Linked DNA regions of Mus musculus: regions 2, 3 and 4 are each linked to region 1. Evidence: chromatin contacts called from public Hi-C and Micro-C data. All regions are on one chromosome and are shown on one strand. The core of a region is the stretch at or near the end of the contact, and the rest is flanking DNA. Distances in the headings are between cores, read along the strand shown.

Region 1 (4,130 bases), core at 1,038-3,537:
AACTCACCTTGGAGGTACTGGGATTAGAGTTTGCACCATGATCAGCTTTTTAAAACTCTGGGCTCTGGGGATCCAAGGTCACATAGGCAAGTGCTATACCTACTGAACCATCTCCCTAGACAGGCCATGTTTTGTTCTTAAGCAAACTATGTACAAAGACCTGGGAAATGCTGTTTGGAAGAGAAAGACCCTAGAACTCCCTTAGTTTAGAATTCATTGCCAGCCCAAGGGAGAAAGAAAGGGTAAGTCAGCCAGAGGGAGGAAGAGAGAGAGGGAGGGAGGGGGATGGGAGGAAGGGGAGGGAGGAAAAACACTGTGTGTGTGTGTGTGTGTGTGTGTGTGTGTGTGAGAGAGAGAGAGAGAGAGAGAGAGAGAGAGAGAGAGAGAGAGAGAGAATTTCTCTCCCCAATCAGAAAGCAAACAAACATCTATGGTAACAGATGTCGATGACCCTGATTATTCCAAGGTGCTTAGCATTTAGGTTTCTCAAGTAGTCTCCCTCCCCCCTCCCTCCTCCCCCTCCCTCCTCCCCCTCCCCTCCTTTCTTTCTCTCTCTCTCTCTCTCTCTCTCTCTCTCTCTCTCTCTCTCTCTCTCCCCCTCCCTCCCTCTCTCCCTCTGCCTCTCCCTCTCCTTCCTATTCCCTCTCCCTTTCCCCTTCTCCCACTCCCTCTCTCTCCCACTCTGTCTCATTCCTCCTACTCCAGTTCAACTGGCTCCCAGAGTAGAGGCTTGAAAAGAAAACACCCTCTTTGCGATGTGGTTCCTTCTCTCTCCTCTGCCAATGCCCACACCAGGCCACCCACCACACCCACAGGCTCCTGAGCTCTACTTGCTTCTCTCTGAACACAGAGAACAGGAGAGCGAACACTTTCATCCTTTGCCCCAGGTCCCTCTGAGCTTTTTGTTTCTATGGGAAATCACATTCAAGGTCAATGTCTCCCAAAGTAAACTTCTGAGCCCACCCAAGACTTTATCTGAATACTAAAACGGGGATGCCTTTGTTCTCTCTAAACTTACTCCGAGATGGCTAAAAATGAATTAATGATATCACACCTTCAGGGGTTTGAGGATTTTTTTTTCCGGGGAGGGGAGTTGGTGAGATCCGGAAGAGTCCTCATCTCTTTTCTCAAATAAAGGGAGAAGATGAGCGGCTAAGGACAGGGAGAAGAAGGTCTGTCCAGTTCTCTCTAAAGTAGACCCTGCGGAGAACAGGCCTGTGATTCTGGGATTAAAAGTTGTCTGCCGAAACTGTAAGGGCCATGTATATGCAAGCAGTTAGGAGTTATTACAGGGCCCCAAATAGGAAACCGTTCGCTTGATCTTTCTCTTCAATCCTATTAGGGGACCCCTGTAGCTCGAGAGAGATACCAGCCTGTCATGTCCCGGTTGCTGTGACGACCCTGTCTTTATAGAACAAGAAAGGGAGACGGTAGTGATTGGCAGACCTTGCTTGCCCCCGTATGTACAACAAAGGGCGACAAAACGAAGAGGAAGTGAGGCCCTTCTGGGCTTCTTAACCCGACCCCACCTTCCACCTGGCCATCTCGCCCCCCTCCCCTCCTCCGGAAAGGACAGCACCACCGCCTGTGTACAGATGTCAAAAGATCATTAATCGTGGGGTGGTGGTGGGTGTTTCTAATTGCAAGGGATACATTTTTTTAAAAAGTCTGTCTACCATCAAGTTCATTTAGCTAAAGCGATGTGGTGGGGACTTGAAGCAATGAAGGGGGTGCCTAAGGCGTTGCCCTGCGGGTGACTACCACACAGGGCCCTGTTGGTGTAAGGTTTGGGAAACCGGGAACCTTGGGGGGGGGGTGCGGTGGCCTAGCCTGAAAGTCCCACCATCTGGTGCCACAGTACAACTCGCCAGTCATAAATAACAGCCTGTCTTTTCACGTTTTCTCTGTGTCCTCCCCCCTCAGAGTCCCTCTAAAGGGGCTGCAAAATGGAAGATGGAGTTGGGGTTCAATTTCCCCTGCCGTCTGCGCGGGAAGGAGAAGGCGCGTCCAGGGGCGGGCACCAGGGGAGGGGACCACGAAGCCTGAAGAGTGGCAACGACAAAGGCCGCGGAGTTCTAGGGCCCTGCTTTTCTCCGCGAGCCACCCAGCCCCAGCCGGAGCCTTGGATTGCAAAAGAAAACCCGAATGAGCTCTGCCGAGGTGGCATTTTCGTCTCTTTCTGTCCCTTTCCCTAAAGCCGGCAGCCCTGCGGGGACGCGTCTCGTGTTAGAACTGCGCGGTACGCGGGCAAGGGGTGCTGCCGGGCGTCCCTGGAACCTGGAGCTCGAGGATCCTGGCTCCCAGTCTGTGGACACAATTGCCTCTTTTAGGTTTGCAAGGCTCCCGGGCTCTGCGCGCACACTCACTGCTGCCAAAACATTTCTCAAAGGTCCCCAAATAAAATCAAACCCGAGTAGTGGCCGAGGCCCGGGATTGCCCAGATAATGCACAGGGGAACAGAAGTGAAATCTGTTCTTTGGGGAGTCATGGGCAATAAAAGCAAAGCCGAGTTTAAAAAAAAATATTTTTTTCCCTTTTCTTTTGGAGGAATCGAAGGAGGAAAAAAGACCAAAAAAAAAAATGTTAAAGACGAAAGTTTAGAAAGAAAGAAAGAAAGAAAGAAAGAAAGAAAGAAAGAAAGAAAGAAAGAAAGAAAGATAATGAAATAGGAAATGAAGACCCACCCTGCAGCATAGCTGCAAAGTAAGAAAGTAACAACGTTTAACTTTGACGTGTGTCCCACTTAAAATAAAACTCTTTTATCTCCCTGAGAGCCGAGATCCCCAAACCTTGTTTGGACTCGGACAGAGAGAAAGAGGTGGTAAATAGGCGAATTTTGTTTCCCTACGGGTGCTGTGAGCACGATCTATCCAGGATCGTCAGACAAAGCCGGTGCCATGAAGCGGGTAACTTTTCCAGGTGAGACTAGAAACTCGGTTTAAACTCCAGGGCACTCCATGAAACCGGCCAAGAAAAAGTTGCTGAAGAAAACCCACCCATCCTTCCAGCAAAGCCCCCCCCCCTTCCATTCCCACCCCGGATTCCTCTCTCAAATGAATTACAATCCACTCTCTTCCGTGCCAAGTCCATCGGCTTCATAACCAAGCCCCCAAGATTTTAAGAAATAAACTTGAGGTTCGGAATTGAGAGGAACTGGAGTGTGGTTCTTTCAGCCAGACTTCAGTGTTCTTGGTTCTCTTCCCACCAGGCGTGATGAAGCAAAATATTTTAACTACAACTTACAAGCTTGTTTTTTATTTCATTTTCCCCTCTTTCTATACATTTTCTTTCCTTAGGAGAAACAGATCAAGGAAGACTAATTACAAGGCATGGCGAGAAGTCAAATGAAAAAGGATCCCATCAACGCAGAAAGTAAATTAATTTTTTAGAAGATAGGTTTTAGTTTGTAAGAAGAATACATTGTATTTAGTAACATTTGTTAAGATTTAGTTCAATCTTCAGGTTGGAATATGAGGGCTAAGCCTGAGGTCACTTTCTTAGTTGGAATTTCCTTAGAAATTCTAATTTGAAAACATCCTTGGGATCTTTGGTTTGCTTTATTTATAAGAAGCTTTGGGAGTATTTTTTAAAAGATATTATCATTTTGTTTTTGTTTTTTTTTTAAACAGACCTTTTAGCTTTAAACCACGGCTTTCAACTAGAATGTAAAAAATGCTTTTTGTTTGGTTGGTTTTGGGTGTTTGAGTTTTGTTTTTTACTGTGCTTTAGTTAGTCGGACCTTTAATTAAATTTTTTTAATTAAAAAAAAAAAAAAACCCTTTCTTCTTGATGACTATCCAGTCCCTAAAATATTCGAGAATGTTGGGGAAAATGTCCACTAACACAGGCATCTGACCAGCTACTTCAGGCAGAGCTTGATTCAGGGGCTACCCTCACCGGACCAAGGAAGCAGATTTTGTTATTCTGGTTGGCATTAACGGTGGTGGCTTGGGGGGTTGGGGTGGGGTCTCTCCTTTTGTGTCTATGAGCTCACTGTCACATCCCTCGCTCTCTCTATTAACATTTAATTTTCTTTTGGAAAATACAGAAGAAAGCTCCACAGCGTCTGGTCCTAGATGTTCTAAAGACGTCCAAATACCTAAATATCATGAGTATTTTCAAAATAAAAC
Region 2 (4,130 bases), core at 471-2,970, 200 kb before region 1:
CCATAAAACTGGTCTCCCCTTCTCTCATGAGCGAGCTCCTGTTATGATATCATCTGCCATGACGTGAGATACCCAGGAGGCCTCTCATTAGAGGTAGAAACAAGAGTCAAACAATTAACCTCAATCAGGGACTAGAAACTAACAGTAGAGTGTTCACGTTCGCCTGGATTGTATGAAGTTGAGTTCTCAACATCACAAAGACAAAAGCAAAATTGAAACAAGAGGGAAAATCCTATTGACTTTTACAGCTGTGACCAAACAAACATATCTCTCTCCCTCTGTCTCTCTCTGTCTCTCTCTCTCACCCCCTCTCACTCTCTCTCCTCTCTCTCTCTCTCTCTTCTCTCTCTCCCCCCCCTCTCCCTCTCCATGCTCCCCCTCAGCAGGTTCTGGAAAGACTTGAGGATTTATATGGTATCACTGCCCCCATTACCCTACCTATGTCTCAGTTTCTTCATCTATGGAATGGCCACAATAGTGGTAACTTCCACCCAGGAATGTTTTCAAGACTATGAAGCACGCACTCAAGTTGGAGCCATGTGCCTGTACCTGTAGGTATTCTCCCTGGGAACTCAGATGGCTTGAGGATCCCCTCTTGACATCATGATTTACATTTGTGATGGTTGATCTTGATTGTCAACTTGACAGAACCCAGAATCACTTTGGAGATACATCTCTTGGCATGTCTTTGAGGGATTTTCTGGACTGGCTTACCTGAAATGAAAAGACCCACCCTAACATGAGCAGCACTGTTAGATGGAAATCTAGACTGCATAGAAAGGAGAAAGTGAGCTGAGCACAGACTTTCACCTTTCTGACTGTGAACACAAAGTGACCAGTTGCTTTGGATTGTACCCTCAAACCGTGAGCCAAATAAGCCTGCCTCAAGTTTTCCTGCTAGGCCTCTATCACAGAAACAAGAAAAATGACTAATGTAGCGCCCTTGACTCACTTCTAGGGTCAAGAGATCAGATACAAATACTTCCCCCTTTTGATTAATTTTTGGTTTTATGCAGTTGGGTCTTTTCATCTTTTGCCTCTCTTAAGAAGAAGAAAGCAAATTATTCCTTTTAAGTTGTCAAAGAACATACTATCAGACCAGAGCAGCACCACACAGGTACCATCAGTCCATGCTATGTTTAGCTTCTGCTCAGCAGGATCTTGGGTACAGAAGAACTCAGAGCCTCAGAAGATACAGTATTCAAGGAGGACATAGAAGATCTTTCATTGTCTCTTCAGTCAAGTCTTCTTATGCTCATGTGTGGACAAGTGTAGGAAGATTCAGTTCATGCATGTTCATGCATGTGAGTGTGTGTGTGTGTGTGTGTGTGTGTGTGTGTGTGTGTGTATTCATGTACATGGAGAAGGTCAGAGGACAACCTCCAGTGTGCTTCCTTTGCCTAATATGGGATGCTGTTTCTTACTGGGTTAGACAATGTGGGTTAGACCAGCTGGGCACTAAACCCTAGGGATCCAGCCGTCATCACCTCCTCTGAGATTACTGTGCCACAACACCCAGCATTTCATAACATGGGTTTTGGAGACTTAACTCAGAACTTCTTTCCAGGCAACTACTGTAATGACTAAATAACTTCCCTAACTCAGGGCTCAAACTCTAAAGTAGACAGTGAACATGCTGGTAGGTTGGTGAGAGAGGAGCTAGCTGAGAAGTCTGAGTCGTGCTGGGGATAGAAGGAGAAGCTCTGAGTCAGATCTCCCAAAGAGGTTGGTGCCAGGCTCTTCTAAGAAAGCTCCTGCCTGGGGCAGCACAGCTGGGACCAGCCTGCAGACCAAGTGAAAACAACTTCATGTAGAGATGGACTGCATGTCTCCAAGTGGGCCTTCTGCCAGTAATGATGCCTTTAGCTGGCCTGGCCTGGGTTGGGCTGGGCTGGGCTCACCTCCAGCCATAGGGATTTGCAGCCTTAGTTTTAAGAAATCCAAGCTCATAATGGCTGATTTTATTTAAGTGTTTTCCACTCTCATGCTGCTCACCAGGGGCTTGCCCAGGTTTTTGTGTGTGTTTGTCAATTTTACCTTTCTGATTTCAAGGGTTTTTTTTTTTTTTTTTTTTTTTTTTTTTTACTTTATTACTCTTGTTTTTTTTTTTTTTTTTTAATATCTTTTTCCTCCATCTCCACCTCTCTGTCTGTCTCTCTTTTTCTCTCTGTCTCTCTCTGTCTCTCTCTCTCTGTCTCTCTCTCTCTGTCTCTCTCTCTCTCTCTCTCTCTCTCTCTGTGTGTGTGTGTGTGTGTGTGTGTGTTTCATAGGCTAGAAATCAAGTCTCTTTTTTTATTATTCTGCCCTTGATCTTTGAGACACAGCCTCTCACTGAATCTGACCTTGTCATTTGGCTAGACTGGGTAGCCAACAAGTCTCCAAGGTTCTCCCACCTCTGTCACAGAGTGGTGTAGCTATGGGCACCTTCTACCATATTCAGCTTTCCGTGTGAGTACTGAGGACCTGAACTCAGCTCCTCCGGCCTGGAGAGCAAATGCTTTATTCACTGAGCCCTCTTCCAGTCCCTTAAATATCACAGTGTTTGCAGTCAGCATCTGTGCGCCTTATCATACACTTTAGCTTCCCACACATAATACAAGGGAAGTGACCTTCACTGTTCTATTTTGTTATTCAGGGAATAAGACAAGAAAAAAATTCACACTTGTTCAGAACAGATGCAACCATCAGAGCCCGTCTACAAGCCAAGCCTGGTTCAATCCCAGGACATAGAACATGTGAATTCACAGGCTGTCCATCTAACTCCCAGTTTGTGTTGGTGTCATCACCATTTACACACTGTCCAGATACTTGCCACAAGGGGCAAGTAGCTGGTCAGAATCTGCAGTCAGTAAGTGAATGTAAGGGTCTCAAGCTGTACTCTGAGCACTCCATCTTCAGAGTCCATATTTAAATCACCCCTCATGGCGCCAACCTTAGGTACCATCCTTAGGTGCTTGCCGTGGGATCAACCCTTGCTAAGTGCTGTGCGTTCTGAGTACAGCGAATGAGTTCTTGTGGTGCCACCATCAAGAAGGCTGTTATCCCTGCACAGATGTGAAAAAGCCAAGGCTGAGAATTGAAAGCCTGGCTTTCATTTTCCATGTAGTAGGGGGAAAGAGGGTAAAAAAAATGGACAGGAGAGAAGGATGCCTACTAAAGTGGTTCTGTCCATAATCATCCTGCAAGCCACCCTTCTTTTCTTCATATCTTCTAGAATAGCTGTACAACTCAGTTACAGCTTAATTTCTCTGTGCCCTATGTCCAAACTGTGTGGCATCTTTATCACTAGGGTTGATCACATAGCTCAGGTAGTCATACAAGAGCCACAGAATGGCTTGTACTATCTGGGGAGTTTCTGGACAATAGTTAGGCTACAAAAGTTAATAGTCTTCTACATCCAGGGCCATATTTAAACAGAGCTAACCCACCTGGCAAGAGACAGCACTTGTGCAATACTGACATGACTGTGCACTGCCAACCACTTTCTGCTTGGATCTGAGGCCTGCGTCACAGGAAGGAACACATGCATACTATTTTAAACCTGATAAAAAGCCTGTGACTGGAAAGATCAGGGGCCCTAGGGGGATAAATTATCACTATAATCAAACTGCCCTCTAAATTATGAATATGTTTATATCCATCAACATGTGCCACCTATTCTTAGCCTTTGTCATATTCTTTTGCTGTAGCCAACAATGCAGAAACTCAAAACTGGCAAAAGTATTGATAATTAAGTACTCAGCCATACACAGGACATCTCTATCACATCCTCCAAGGTTCCAGGAACATTGTACAAAAGGGGAAAAAGGCCGTAAGAGCTGGAAGATGGAGATGAGTGCTGTGGAGTCATTTTCTGAATATAACATGTTGACTGCAATCATGGACACACAACAGCTGTGATTAGTTGCACAAGACCTGCAAATACACATACACATGTACACACACACACACACACATATATTCGCGCACATGCATACACACACATGAATACACCCATGCACACACCCATGCACATATGGAATCATTTTCTGAATATAACATGTTGACTGCAATCATGGACATGCAAGAGCTATGACTACTTGCACAAGACCTGCAAACAAACACACATGCATATACACATGCACACACAT
Region 3 (4,130 bases), core at 551-3,050, 160 kb before region 1:
CCTCTTGCCCACCTACCAGAATTAAAACTCCCTAGGCTTTTGCACTGTGATTATTCTTTCCCTCAGTCCTGTCTCCACTACCAATAGCTCCCCCATTTCAGTAATGAAACACTGGTGCAGAGTTGATTTCTTCTGGAAGGAGACATTATGAGCAGAGAAATGTACCCTGACTGGTGTGGTGTCTGCAGAAGGTTGGATATGATTCAGTGGTCATGTTTTCAGAACGCTCCATCAATGACAGTTGGAAACATATGTTTTTTATAAATTTCTCATTCCCAAACAAAGACTGACAGTAAAGCCCAGGGCTTTGATATTTGTATAAGTTGTTAAGTGGTTCACTGGGGAAAGTACATTTCAATTAGCATGTCACTGCTAATCATGGCGGCTTCCAGAGAGACATTCTGATTAAGGTGGTTGTTGAACAATACATCAAAAGTTGGGGCTTACTAAAAAGCTGTTCCCTTCAAGGTTGCTCATGTCACCTGATGCCTGGCTGAATTTCCTGAGCTTTTATTTAAAATCAAATGAGACATTCAAAATCCCGCTTTAAACTGAATCAATTCAAAAAAACTCCTTCCACTTTAGTACCATAAATATTAGCCAAACCACTGGTAGGTGGAGCATACAGGACCAAGTGAGGTAAAGGGAGGCTATGATGAAAGACTAGGATGGTCTCAGCTTCTCTAGGGCCATCATCTGAAGTGGTCCATGATGTAAAAGATGTTGGTTATCAATTTATGTGGGCAAACACATGTACAATAATGTATACATGCATGTCTAAGTCAGATGTGTTGCCTTTCAGGTGTTTTCCTCAGTAGGTTTCCACCCTAGTTTTTGAGATGGGGTCTCTCGATAAACCTGAGTTTACTGATTTGTCTCAACTTGCCAGTTAGCAAGTCGTTCGAGTCCTCCTATCTATGTGCCAGATCTGGGTTGACAAACGTGCAGCCATGCCAGGCTTTTTAACATGGGTCCTGGCCCTTAAACTCAGGTCATCCTGTTTAGATGGCAAGCATTTAGTGACTGAGCCATTTCCCTAGCCCCCTACTATTTTCAAGCTATTTCTGATTGTGAGCTTTTGCAGAGGGTGGAGAAGTCATGATCTATGATCAAAACAAAGTGAAATAAACTTTTATTCTGCTGTGGACAAGGAAACTGCAACTCTACATGCTTCAAGCAAGAGGTTTTCTTCCTCAGAACTTCATCCCACTCATACTTTAGGCTGAGATTATGTTCATAAGCTGTAGATAAATTTACAATTCCTCACTCAACAGTCAGTCTTGCTGTGAGCTTTATGTACACGTGCAGGCACACACACACACACACACACACACACACACACACACACACACACACATTTTTTTCCTCTTTTATGTACTCTGCTGCCGCCGTTAGGACATTAAACGTTAGGAAGTTTTCTGCTGTGTTCTTTTTTCTTTTGTGTCCCTGTATCTTGTTAGCTCATACGGATGTCCTTAAGATTGACGGTACAATTTTGTGCAATTCAATCCAGGGGAACATTCCAATCTCTCCCAGCCTGAAAAGTCCGGGAAAGACAAGAACACCAAATTTGTTCCCCTTATCTACCCAATTTAGTAGCTATTTGTCACCGTCAATTAGTCAAGGGTGAAATAATTACCCGTGGCTTGAGTGAGAGAAGTGAAGTCTGATTGGCAGCAAGAGAAAAGAATAATCAGATCGTATGAGAAGGAAATATGAGATGAGTGGGTGGCGTGGTTGGAAGACCCAGGGCAGGCCTTCACCCAGAATACCTCTGAGTCACGGCTGCTGGTCTGCCCTTTGTGACTCATTCCTTCAGATGAGCCTGGCTTTCTTCCTGGAGCTATTTTTAAAGCATCTCAGGACCCAGACAGGTTAACAAAAATTCAGTCACTACACAGTATGTCTTCTTTTCATTTTAATTCTTATTTTATTTATTATTTGTGTGTGTGTGTGTGTGTGTGTGTGTGTGTGCGCACGCGCTTGCGCGTGCATGCACACAATGAGTGAGTGTGTATGTCTGTGAGTGTGGGTATTCATCTGCCATGGCATGTGTGTGGTCATTAGAAGATACTGCAGAACTTTAGGATGGTTCTCTCCACTCAGATCAAGAAAACACTTTAGAAGTATTCTGAGTGGCTTATCTCTGGTCTAGCCAAATTGACAAGCAAAATTAAGCATTATACAAGGTAAATATATATGTATATACACACATATATACACATATATGTATATATGTTTACATATATACACATATACACATATATACATATATATACGTGTATATATATATATACATATATATATATATATCATAGTAAGCACATCATTTGCACTCAGTGTAAAGGATTTTTTTTTTTTTGGCCTGGTCCTACCCCACTGTCAGTGAGGCTGCAGAGTCTTTCACTGGTGGGCTGGCTCTCGGTCCTCACAATCTTCCCAGTTCTTCTGAGGACCACTTTTAGCTTTACAAAGACAACCTGGTTCCTTGGGTTTATGACCTGTACCTTATTTCTCTCCCTGTCATTACAGGCATCTCATGTGTCCAAGCCCATCCAGCTCTTTCTGCTACTTGTCCTCATTATCTAGTCAAGAGCACATTTTTTTCTTTTACCTTTATAACCTCCATTTCACTTGACTTAACCCCCAAATTTACATATCATCAATGAAGGAGAGCAAGAGAGAGGAAAGCTGTACAGCAGAGAATAATATTACAAGACCAAGAAAGGAACTTTGGAACAGATGTGATGTCTCAGTGCTTAAGTGTGCCTTCTATGTAATCTTGAGGACTGGAGTTTGAACAGAAACACTCATGTGACAAGAAGGGTGTCCTGAAGACACTCTTTCCACATCAGAGACACATGTGCAAATAATCACACAAACACGTGTACATAGATAAAATAAATCTTTCCTTTTTATAAAAGAAATAAACAAACATTTACTGTGCTAAGATATCTCCCTAGTTTCATTTCTGTTGCCACAACAAAATGTCCTGATAAAAAACAACTTGCAGTAGAGAAGTGTTTATTCAGTTCACAGTTTATGGTAACCATCCATGCTGGCACAAGGACGTGCCCATGGCAGGAGCATGAAGCTGCCAGTTGAGTCCAAATGAATGGGTGCATGATTCTTTACTTGGTTCATTTCATGGTCCTTATATAATTCTGGACCCCTGCCTAAGAAGTAGTGTCACCCACAGTGGACTGAGTCTCTCCTTATTAATTACCATAATAAGACAGCATTCCCAAGACTTACCCACAGCCTAACCCATAGTAGACAATTCCTCATTGAGAGGCTTCCCAGGAGATTCTGGGCGGTGCCAGATTGACAAATACATCTACCTTCATCAAGACTAGACACTAAGATTTGAGAAATGGGTAAGAAGCATAGTGCTCACACTTTCCCACTGCTGCCCTGCTAGGAGTCTTGAATGGTTTCTTCTGAAGGCTTGATGCCCTAGTGAAGAAGAAAGCTAGGGTAGTGAGGAGGGAGTGGGGTTGGGGAGCACCTCATAGTAGTGGGGGTAAGGGGAGATGGGATAGAGGGTTTGCAGAGAGGAAACCGGGAAAGGGGATAACATTTGAAATATAAATAAATAAAATAACCAATTAAAAAAGGAACTTCAGGTGTGATTTAGGAATGGACTTTGAGCCGTATAATAAACCTGGGTAATATGGAAAAGTCTGGCTGATTTGTATAAATCCTCAAAATCAAAGAACTTGGTCAGTTAGATCAGCCTCTGAGTAGAAGAATCCACATGCCATTGGGGACACAGCACAATGTGCTCATTTCCTGTTTAGAGGCAAACTGTAGAAATAGGGGGTTTTTTTGTTTTGTTTTGTTTTGTTTTGTTTTGTCATCAACTGTGGCTAAGGGCTCAGTGGACCTAGGCACTTAGGTACAGTTAGAACTTCCTGACAGAGAAAGAACCGGGAGTTGGTCATCACAGACACATATTTCTCATATTTTGCTGACAATCAGGCCTATAAGAAAAAAATAGCTGGGGTGAGATCAATCAGGTGACAACCATGTCCTCCCAGTTCTGTGTCAAGGCTCTGCACTTCACCGTCCCACTCTGTTGGTCAGCATTCTGTCACTGTGACAAAATGCCTGAGGAAGCTCAACTTATT
Region 4 (4,130 bases), core at 984-3,483, 150 kb after region 1:
GGAATTTAGGCTTCTTCTGTTTTTTGGGTTTTTTGTTTGTTTGTTTTTTGTCTAGGTCGTTGACCTCAAACTCAATATATAATCAAGAATGACGGTGAACTTATGATATGATTCTCCTGCCTCTACTTCCCAAGCACTAGTATATCCATCACGCACCACCACACCTGGTAAATCAAGTAACTTAACCATTTAGTTGCAAGCAAACAGGATTATTCATTTTTCAATAACTAGTGTCACATTGGTAAGTTTGCATTCTCAGATGAATCTCTCTTCTGAGACTGGGTTAGATACATTAACAAATAAAAATGTTAAATTACTACCACCACCACCCTTTTTTTAACACATGCTGTGCTCATTAGAACGGCGTTCACAAAACAGAATACGCATCAGCAGGACAAAACCGCAATTCCATGACATGCTTTAACCCTCCTTAAATAAAAGCATACAGATATGACTCTCAAAAGGTGCGTTAGAAGCTCTAGGAAGAAAAAGTGCCGTTGCTCTTCTCTCCCCACATTAAAACCCAAACACAGAAACCATTAAGCAAGCAGCAGTCACACAGCGCACTGCTTTAAACAGAAAGCACAGAAAGCTTAGTCCTTAAAAAATGTTATCTACTGCTTGGTGATAATTTTCTACACACAATAAAAACAGTGTTTTTACTGAACTGTCCTTTATCTTTTCCTTTTCAGTATCTCTATCTAAAACACAATTATCCGTTTTTAAAGCATCAAATTTCCCCGAATACAAAACGACTCATAGATTGGTCATTTCATAATAGATGCGAGCTGAATACTATGAAAACAAGTAATATCAGCGGTTACAAATCCAGAAAAAACGATGGAGGAAGAAAACATCAGTCATTGTTTTTCCCCCGCAGGTCATTAATTAACAGGGGACACCCCTTTATTCATTTTCATTCAGTAGTTCACTGTCTGGGCCAAACCCCAAAGCTAGGGGGGAAGGGGGGGCAGAGAGGAAGCCCCGCATGGAAGCCTTGGTTTTTTTTTTTTGTTTTGTTTTGTTTTGTTTTGTTTTAATCCAGAACTGGAGACTGTCTTTCATTGCTGTGGTCACTGAAACCAGCCAACATAAGTGTCCCAACAGTCAACTCAATTTGCTCTTTCTCCAAGAATTTCCTCATCAATCCTACAAAACAGTAAACACTTCGGGGTATCTATTTCACCCAACGACATAGTTCACACTACCCGTGAACAACTTTTCACTTAAGTTTTAACTCCTTTCGTGTCCCTAAACGCCATCCTCAGCAAAGCACTGTTTTCCTTTACCAGCCGGCTCATCCCCAAAGAACGACGCTAAAGCCCCACTTACTATCACCAACCGACTTCTAGGCCCTGGCAACAACTGCTTGGCAGCACCCACTGATACATACCTAAAAGGTATTCACTTCCGATTCACAATCCCTACTCTTCAACTCAGGAGTCCTCTTATTTCGGTAGATTCTAAACTTCCTACGGTTATGTACCTAATTTCCATCCATCTCCCATACAAGCCTGAGTCTTCCTCCCAGACTACAAGGCACCGAGTCCGGGCAGGTGTACACTAGACAGCTGGCCCATCTCTGTCCCCAAACAGACCTCCAGGGTCGCCCTTTCCGCTGTCCTCCAGCCTTCTTCCACTCTGACAGTCTTCCACTGTCCAGGGACCTCGGCATCCCCCAAAGCCTGTCCCTCTATGAGCCCGCTGGTTTTTCCCTAGATCTCGCTGACCTCTCTCCAGGTAAGCCGGGGACCCCTCGCCCCAGCAGGCCCCACCTGCGGGTCCTGGATCCCCCAACACCAGCTAGGAGTGTTGCCAGCCTGCGACGTTAAAACATAAACAGCTCCTCTTCCCAAAAGCCACCGCCGTCCTCGAGCCGTCCCCGGCCAAATAAGCTCACCTGAGCTCTGCCCGGAGACCCCCAGTTCACCCCCGCCTCCGCCATCTTCAGGGACCGGCCCCCGACCTACTCCCCTCCCACAGCTCCGCCTGAGCCGCACTGCGCCTGCGCCGCCCGGCGGCTTCACGCTGACGGTAGGGGCAGAGGAGCTTCCGGTTGCCTCTGCGCGCACTGCCTCCGCTCTGCGGAGACGGGGCAAAAGGACTTCCGGTGTGCCGGGCACTCCGGGCTGGAAGGAGGTGGGGACCCTGTCTGGGAGGAGGAGAGGCTGCGAAATCAGCTGTTGTTGGTGCCCTCGGGAGTCAGAGGTTCTGGATGGGCATCTGGACTCTGTGGGCGGAGTGAGGGACTCGTGCGCGCACGCACGCGCAGCCCGAGACTCCACCCTCTGCGTGGGCCGCAGTTGCCAGCCGGGTGACAGGCTCCACGGTTGTCGCCTGCAACTTCTTCCCGCCTTGGAGTGTGCCTCAGTATCCTTTCTGAATACGGATTAAAGGCAGCTCTTTGCATCAGCTCTCGAGAGACTTGGGTCAAAGACCAAGCAACACAAAACCTTATCACCTCTGTTACTGTCAAAATTTGACTTAAAGCGCTTCCTTCTTGAGACAGGGTCACACAGTGTATGTAGCCTTAGCCGGTCTGAAGCTACCCAGGTAGACCAGGCAGACCTCGAGAGCTACTTGTCTCTGCTTCCTCAGTGCTAGGATCAGAAGTGTGCGCCACCACGCCCAGCTAAGACCTTCCTTTTAGAACTGGAAACCATAATTAAGAGAATGGATAGTGTGCACGTTGGAGATGGTGCAGATGAGCTGTTGTTTTGGATGGAAAATGGTACAGAGAAGTTTTGTTTTCTTTATTCCTTGAAGATTTTAAGGACTTGAAGTTCGAGTGGGGAAGTGGAGTGCGAATCCGGGAGATGTGTCAGGGAAGTGGGGAGTAAATATAAAAATGCATTGTATGAAGTCCTTAAGGACTCTTTTTTTTTTTTTTTAAAGAAAAATTTCATACATATACAATACGTTTTGATCATTTTTCCTGCCCACCACTACATTCCTCTACAGAGTGTTTTTAAAGGCTAATAAGTGGCTTGATTACCACCTCTGGGCTGTTCACTATATCATCTTTTGGGGAGCTTAGCCAAAAATATATTATGCTTGTGGTCTGATTGCATTGGTCTTAAGGAGAGTTTTGTAGGAACTATGGGCCTAAAGTAATTGCTATAATTTAGCAAGAGAATGTCATTTGGTTAAATGCCTTTGTTTTCATTTACTTTGAACTAACAATCAGATGCATCTTTAACAGTTTCTGATCATTTTATCAACACATTTATTTCTTAAAAATAAGAGAAACTAAACTTGGACCAAAAGACTCAGCATGTAATAATATGGCTTTTCATGTATTTCTAATGGTTTTTGTCTAGCTAATCTTAAATTTAATTCCTGCAGGTTTTTATGCATAGTAATTGAAAGCCTAGGCTAATTATGCTGCACAGATGAAGAGTTTTATAAGGAAAAATAAAAATACACATGGGATAACCCATATTATCCATGATATGATATTTTTGTCAACTTGGCAGGATTGAGAATCGCTATGGGAATACCTCTGGGTGTATGTCTGAGGGATGTTTCTAGAAACATTTCAGGAAAGAAGGAAGGAAGAAGCACATGGATGTGAGCAGCCCCAATGGGGTCAAGAGCTGAATAAAAAAGAGAAAGCTCACTGAGCATCAACACTCCTCTCAGTTTCCTGTTTCTTTCCTGTCTCTTCAGTCAGTGTGACCTCACTCTCGCCTCCATGCCTTAGCTATGGTGATGGCCTGTGTCCTTCCTTAATGGGAGCCAAAATAAACCCATCCTCCCTCAAGTCCTTTTGCCAAGCATTTGTTTTTCACAGCAACATGAAAATCCAGAACAAACTGATGTCAGGGTATGACTTAAGAGGGCGGTGAGATCATATTTATTTTGGCTTACTTTAAAGTTGGTTCTGTGCCATTGGACTGCTGGTGAAGACTTTTTGAAAGTTCAGTTGTGTCTCAGCACTGACTCCATATGTGAAGTCAGGTCCAATTGGTCCTTTTTTTCTAGGTTTTTCTTTTTATAGATATGAAGTAAAATAGTGAACCTGCTAATTTTTAAAGTCCTTTTAACCACTAGAAATATCAGTGATTTGATAGTTCTGCTGTTGCCCTGCCCCAATAATACTTCTTGTTTGTTCTTTCAATGAGAGAGAC

The links. Hi-C and Micro-C count contacts between places; a contact is called where the count stands out from the background.
Region 2: a Micro-C map of muscle stem cells shows a contact between it and region 1, with 3 times the contacts expected there. The contact joins two enhancer-like sites. A contact is called at or near these places in 3 of 484 Hi-C or Micro-C datasets (embryonic stem cells, muscle stem cells and palatal mesenchyme) and 1 of 115 datasets of contacts at active chromatin or transcription factors (embryonic stem cells).
Region 3: a contact with region 1 is called in a Hi-C map of muscle stem cells, with 2.5 times the contacts expected there. The contact joins two enhancer-like sites. A contact is called at or near these places in 3 of 484 Hi-C or Micro-C datasets (cortical neurons, muscle stem cells and nephron progenitors) and 2 of 115 datasets of contacts at active chromatin or transcription factors (both in embryonic stem cells).
Region 4: a contact with region 1 is called in a Hi-C map of muscle stem cells, with 2.5 times the contacts expected there. The contact joins the promoter of Insig2 here to the enhancer-like site in region 1. A contact is called at or near these places in 3 of 39 promoter capture datasets (the 3T3-L1 cell line and hippocampal neurons), 5 of 484 Hi-C or Micro-C datasets (the 3T3-L1 cell line, adipose-derived mesenchymal stem cells, embryonic fibroblasts and 2 more) and 1 of 9 other capture datasets (pancreatic islet).

Annotation. Positions count from the first base shown.
Region 1 is chr1:121,175,929-121,180,058 of GRCm38.p6, forward strand. No RefSeq gene overlaps it. Among named protein-coding and RNA genes, the nearest start is that of Gm46155, 30 kb to the left of the region's middle. Within about 2 kb of position 2,288, at least 25 of the 459 cell types and tissues checked have an H3K27ac peak or open chromatin away from gene starts, as enhancers often do. A contact at or near this core is called in muscle stem cells and neural progenitor cells, where this site is marked.
Region 2 is chr1:120,973,046-120,977,175 of GRCm38.p6, forward strand. It overlaps Gm34698 (a long non-coding RNA gene), which reads right to left. Exons shown (of 4, transcript XR_387341.3): 3 at 550-714. Among named protein-coding and RNA genes, the nearest start is that of Gm34641, 17 kb to the left of the region's middle. Within about 2 kb of position 1,721, at least 19 of the 459 cell types and tissues checked have an H3K27ac peak or open chromatin away from gene starts, as enhancers often do. A contact at or near this core is called in muscle stem cells, where this site is marked.
Region 3 is chr1:121,012,526-121,016,655 of GRCm38.p6, forward strand. No RefSeq gene overlaps it. Among named protein-coding and RNA genes, the nearest start is that of Gm34698, 21 kb to the left of the region's middle. Within about 2 kb of position 1,801, at least 49 of the 459 cell types and tissues checked have an H3K27ac peak or open chromatin away from gene starts, as enhancers often do. A contact at or near this core is called in muscle stem cells, where this site is marked.
Region 4 is chr1:121,325,791-121,329,920 of GRCm38.p6, forward strand. Insig2 (insulin induced gene 2) reads right to left here and starts at 2,234. Exons shown (of 6, transcript NM_133748.2): 1 at 1,901-2,234.